Regions from separate parts of the Canis lupus genome. Here region 1 is linked to region 2. The links are chromatin contacts, called in public Hi-C maps. All regions are on one chromosome and are shown on one strand. Each heading gives the region's core, a stretch centred on a gene start, on an enhancer-like site or on the middle of the called end of the contact. The rest is flanking DNA. Distances are from core to core; before and after follow the strand shown. Region 1 has its middle 64 kb from the start of MED13L. Region 2 holds the start of MED13L (mediator of RNA polymerase II transcription subunit 13-like).

Region 1 (2,700 bases), core at 20-2,519, 64 kb after region 2:
TCATCGTGGTCGCCCCACCTCTCTGTATACTTATGGTGGCTCCAGTTTCAAGTTCAATCTATGTAAGTCTAGAGGAGAGCTTCCTGCACAACTTTTGGGTACAGGAGATAACCAAAGAGATAAAGTTTGCATGCTAAAATACCTCAGTTAGCTGAGATATTTCAGCGTTTTTTTTGTTTTCTTTTCTTTTTTTTTTTTTTTAGATTTTATTCATTTATTTATGAGACAGAGAGAGAAGGGGGGCAGAGACACTGGCAGAGGGAGAAGCAGACTCCTCACTGAGAGCCCGATGCAGGACTTGGTTCCCCCCACCCAAGGATCATGCCCTGAGCTAAAGGCTGATGCTCAACCACTGAGCCACCCAGGCGTCCCTATTTCAGTGGTTTGCAGAGACCATGGAGGTAAATATTTAAAAATCAAAGCAGAGCCTCTCAAGGGTACTCCTCCTCTGGCAGAAACATTTGGAACAATTGTGGAAAATGTCTTTATTTCTGCCCAGACCTGTTGCATCAAAACCTTGGGTGTTGAAAACCAGAGCTCCAAAAGATGCCATCTTTATCGATACTGCCAAAGGTACAGAGGGAAGCTTTTTGAGGTTATGTACGCCAAACCCTAATTATGTGCTACCCAAATAAATGAAATCAGACTATATTTTAATGTCACAATCTCCTGACATTTTTATTGCCACTAGTGGCTACACAGACCCCTCTGCTTCAAATTCCTTCAATCTCCCAAGTCTCCTTTCAGACAACAACAAAGGACATTCTCAGAAAATTGAGCTTCAGAGGAGAAAGTAAGGTTACTCAATGGTTTCCCCCTTGTTAATTTGAGGATCTTAAACTATGCAGTCGTGGTGCGCACATTGGCGTGTCCAATCCACATGCCTGAGCTGCCACACTACAAGATAAAAATCAACCATAATAATTCAAGTAACCTGCGTCTGGTTTCTCCTCACCCAAATTTCAGAGCTGACCCTGTTGGAGATAAAGAACTGATAACGGAATCACTGGGGGGAGGCAGGGGGAGGGTTGGCAGGGTCAAGCCCGGAAAGTAGAGCTCATCAGGCCAAGTCCTGCCACTGTCCCTGCTGGATTGCCCACGTCTCCTCCGCCCGCGCCCCCTGGACTTCATAACCTCCACGTTAGCCCCCCTTCCCCTCCTTGATCGAGCCACGGACCGGACCTGCCGTCCCGGGGCAGGAAGGCCGGGAGCGGACCTTGGCCCTGCCCGCCGCGGCCAACCTCGCCCCCGAAGACTCCACCCCCGGGCCGAGGGCTCTGGAGTTGAACCAATGCGGCCGCAACATGCAGATTAGGAAGTCGGAAGCGCCTGCCCATTGGCTGGTTGCGGGCGTGACGTCACAAGGGCCCCGCCCCAACGTGGCCAGGAGTGCTTTGGGCAAGTTGAAAAGGTTTTATTTGTGTGTGGAGGTGGGGGGGGGGGCTCCCACTTTTTTTTTTTTTTTTAATCAGCTGGTGCTGGTTTCCTGCATTTCCTGTTAGTGGGAGAAGAAACGTGTTCACGTACATTCAGAGCAGGAGGGCTCAGGGCCAAAGAGCATTTTGTTCTCCGTGTGGCTGCTCTGTCCGGCCCATTACTTAGGGTGTTTTGGACCAAAATGACCCCGGGGGGGGGGGGGGGGTGCGGAGAGTGGAGGTGGGGGAAGCTGTGAATTCCAGATGAGCTATGGGGACCTCACAAACCTCTTGGGCTTAGTGGTTTCCGGGCAGCTCCAGGCTGGCCCAAAGTCTGTGCAAGCCGGCTGGTGGAAGCCTTGGGCTAGGATCTGGACCCCCCAGCCAAAGACACGCGGGCGTAGCAAGTTGGGGGCCTCCCGACTTTTCCCTACCTCTGTCTGCCAGGCTCAGAGCAAAGACAGAATCAAATCCCCTGACTTGGGAGCTTCAGACAACGGCCCCCTCAATGTGAGGCTCCCAATTTCAATACCTCTGAAAAGCTGAAAGTCTGTTGAATGGAGAGAGAAAGCTTATATAGAGATAAAATAACCTGGAGTTTCACATACTCTGAATGCTTATCTTTCCCAAACTATTGCCCTTGAAGTCTCTGGAGGCAACTATGACACTATTTTGTCTCCAAAAGCCACTGAGAATTTTTCCAACATAGCACAACAGAGGATCTCTCCTCCCCACATCGGCACAGGCAAAGCTAGAACAGAAAAAAAAAAAAAAAACATGGGGTTGGGGGTGGGGGACACTCAGCTTTGTCTGTCTGGTTTGCCCAGATACCAGATACCATTTTCCTGGGAATATCCATTTTTTTTTTTTTTTTTACTTTGGGGAATCATCCCACCATTTCCATCAGTCTTTGGATGGAGAGGGATCTTCTGCCCCCAACTTTAGAGGTGGGGCACATGTCCCAGGCCTAGCCAATGGTGTGTTCCATTCTCCTGGCAACACAGGGATTGGATCAGTAGTGGGCATGTCACATGTGATGGCCAATCCTGGGACTTTGATGGCAAGGCTTTGGGAATAGATGCTTTATTTTCTCATTGGGACCACTATGCTGCTGGTGACCGATGTTGCCCCTACAAAGAAAAAGGGTATTTAATAATGAGGCCAATACTGCCTCCTCCACCTGCCTCTGACCAAAAGAGCTAAAAGAGAGAGGTAGATTTCTGACAATGTTGTTTGAGCATCTGGATCCAGCTGTGCCTGAAACTAGCTACCTGTACATATTAGT
Region 2 (2,944 bases), core at 87-2,586:
TAATTGCCTTACATCTGTTTACAAATCTTTGCTCAATATTTAAACAAATTCGTAGTCTCCCGGGCACATAGCTATACATACAGTAACTCATGCACAAAGCACATATTTAAAGACCACGCACCGCAATTATTAGCCTAAACGCCAGGTTTAACAAGGTGAATGTTTTCAGAGCTAGGTAATACGACCCAATAAAAAAGCAAAGATGGCATTTACCACCAAATGTCAGTGCCACCGCCAGGAAAGAGTTGCTGGAGCCCTATACATTTTTAATTTCGATGAATCTAGACGTCGTCGTCGGGTGCCAGGCTTCCAGGAGAACAATTGACACCCTAACTGCTTCAAGATTAAGGCAGGCGATTCAAATCCGAGGGAAAAGTTGTCAATTATCAGAGAGAGAGAGCGCGAGAAAGGCGAAGGCAGATAAAAGCGATGTTATCAAACCGCCCAGCTTGTTGCTTTTGTGTGTGTGTGTGGATTCGTTGTTAGGATAGAGAAAACAGTTTTTAAAAGACACAGGAGGAGAGAGGGAAGAAAAAGGCTCCTCCACCTTCCGTCGGCTCGGTGCAATGGCTTTCCGGCTCTCCGGCGCAGGGAGCCCCGAGAGGCAGGCGGCCGTCGCTGTTTACAATCGCAGGAGCTTCGGGTGCAAGAGTCCTTTACTGACACAATCGCATTCAATCAACTGTTTTCGGGCGAAATTGCAGGTGTCATTACGGAATTAAAAAAAAATTTTCGAAAGGCGGGCGGGCAGCCGATCCCGCAAGGGGGGCGGGCGGGGGGGGGGGGAGAAAAGGCTGCTTATCGCGGGCGCGGGCAGCACAAGGCAAAGCCTTCCACATTTAGGGGTAAAAAAGGGGGGGGGGGGGAGAGAGGGGAGGGGAAGGGGGTGTGATGGCAACAGAGGGTGGGCGTTCGAAGTGCGACCCAGAATCCGCAGCTTTGAGACTTCCACATGCAAATTCCACGCCGAGCGCCGCGCTCACAAATGATTTTTAAAGAGCCAAATAAACACTGGACGGGATCCAAGGCGAGGGAGAGACGATCCAAAAGGGGGAGAAGCGGCGGGCGGCGGGCGGCGGGGAGCGGCGAGGGAGGGGCGACGTCCCGGCGGCGGGAGGAGAAAGTTGGTCGGCGGCGCAGGTCGGGCCCCCCCGCCGCAGCCCCCCTCCCCGCCGCCCGGCTACTCACCAGCGAGAAGAGGTTGGAGTGACAATCCTCCAGGCTCGCCCCGTTCGCCACCCAGTTCGCTGCCGCAGTCATGATCCTCCGCGAGCCCGGCCGCCAGAGCGGGGCATGTCGGAGCGAGGCGTCCGAGGCGAGGCCGGGCCGGGCCGGGCGGCGGCGCCTCGCCGGGGAGCGCGGGGCGGCCGGGCCGCCGCCGCCGGGGGAGGAGGGCGCGAGGGCCGGCGGGCGGGCGGGCGGGCGGGAGGCGCCGCGGCGACGCCGCGCCGGGGGCGGCGGGCCCGGGCCGGCGGGGGGGTCCGCGGCGGCCGCGCGGCTCCTTCCTGCTCGGGCGGCGGCGGCGGCGGCTCCCGCGGCGGCTCCCGCGGCGGCTCGCGCGGCTCCGGCGGCGGCGGGGGGCGCTGTCCGCGCGGCCCGGCGCCCTCCCCGCCTCTCAGGGCCGCCGCTGCCTCCCGGCCGGCCGCCGCCTCCGCCTTCCCTGTGCCTCCGCCGCCGCCGCCGCCGCCGCCACCGCCGCCGCCGCCGCCGCCGCCGCCTTGTTTATCTCCAGCCACCGACTCCCCCCGGCCCCCGCCGGCGCGTGAGGGGAGGCGAGCCCCGGAGCCGCCGCCGCCGCCTCGGAGCCGCCGCCGCCGCGGAGCGCGAACTCGCGAAGGGGGGGGTGCGGACGAAGCCAGCGGGCGACCCCGGCAGCCGAGCGACGTCCCCTCCTTCCTCTTCCTCCCCCACCCCCCCCCTCCTCCCCAGTCAGCCTCGCTTCTCCTCCCTCCCCGGGCTCGCTCGCTCTGACAGCAATGGCGGCCGCCGACCGCGGCTCGGCCCGCCATTGGCTAGCGCCGCGTCACGTGACGGGCGCCGGCCGCGCGGGGGGGCGGGGGCGGGGGCGGGGGAGGGGCCCGGAGCTGGAGCTGCAGCCGCGGCGGCGGCGGCGGCGGCGGCGGCGGCGGCTGGAGGGCGGCTCGCGGGCGGCGCTGCTGAGCCGAGCGCGGCCGGAGCCTCCGTCCGGGGGAGGGAGGGACAGCGAGAGGGAGAGAAAGAAGCGCGGGCGGCGCGGCTCCGCTGCCGTGGGCTGCCCCCGCGTGGGCGCCGTGCCCCGCCCCCCTCGGAGGCGCGGATCGGCGGGGCGCGACCGCGGGGCCCCGGGAACGCCCGTGGTCCCCGCCGTGGGCCCCCCGGGGCGGCGCAGGCGGGGCGGCCTGGCGGGGCTCTGCGGTGGGCTCGCCTGCCGGTCCCCCGGGCTGCGGGAGTGCCTCGGCGAGGTCGCGCTCGGGCGTCCGCGTTTTGCAGATGAGAAAACTGAAGCACAAAGAGATGAAGTCGAAGAGACCGAGTCACTTGCCCGAGGTCGCCCGGCGGGGAAGAAGCGGCGGCGGAGCTCGAACCCCCGCACCCGAGCACCGTGCGTCCGAGCTCTCGCACTGGGTGTCGCGAGCCTCGCCCAGGGAGCTCCGCGGCTGCCGCTTGGCGCTTTCTGTGCACCGGGCGCTGCGCAACGAATCCAGAAATGCCTTTTGAGCCCTTACTCCGAGGCGCTGTGTGTGTTTATTCATTCAACGCGTAAATGTTTCCTGACCTCTTGCCATGTGCTGGAATGCAACTGCCAGGCGCTGTACTAGGGCTGAGTCGGGAGCAGACCCTCCCTCATTCATTCAATAAGGAACATTTCCTGAGAGCATATGGTCTGGGAGCCCTGAGGAGTGCCAGTCTGAGGAGGAGGCCTGCTCCCAACCCTCAAGGCGTTTGCTCCCTGCAGAGGTGGGGA

Evidence for each region. A called contact is a pair of places that touch in the nucleus more often than the background predicts.
Region 1: a Hi-C map of blood shows a contact between it and region 2, with 2.3 times the contacts expected there. The contact joins the enhancer-like site here to the promoter of MED13L in region 2. A contact is called at or near these places in 3 of 9 Hi-C or Micro-C datasets (amygdala and blood).

Annotation. Positions count from the first base shown.
Region 1 is chr26:13,460,527-13,463,226 of UU_Cfam_GSD_1.0, forward strand. No RefSeq gene overlaps it. Among named protein-coding and RNA genes, the nearest start is that of MED13L, 64 kb to the left of the region's middle. Within about 2 kb of position 1,270, at least 15 of the 20 cell types and tissues checked have an H3K27ac peak or open chromatin away from gene starts, as enhancers often do. A contact at or near this core is called in blood, where this site is marked.
Region 2 is chr26:13,396,562-13,399,505 of UU_Cfam_GSD_1.0, forward strand. It overlaps MED13L (mediator of RNA polymerase II transcription subunit 13-like), which reads right to left and starts at 1,337. Exons shown (of 32, transcript XM_038575206.1): 1 at 1,189-1,337. The coding sequence starts at 1,260.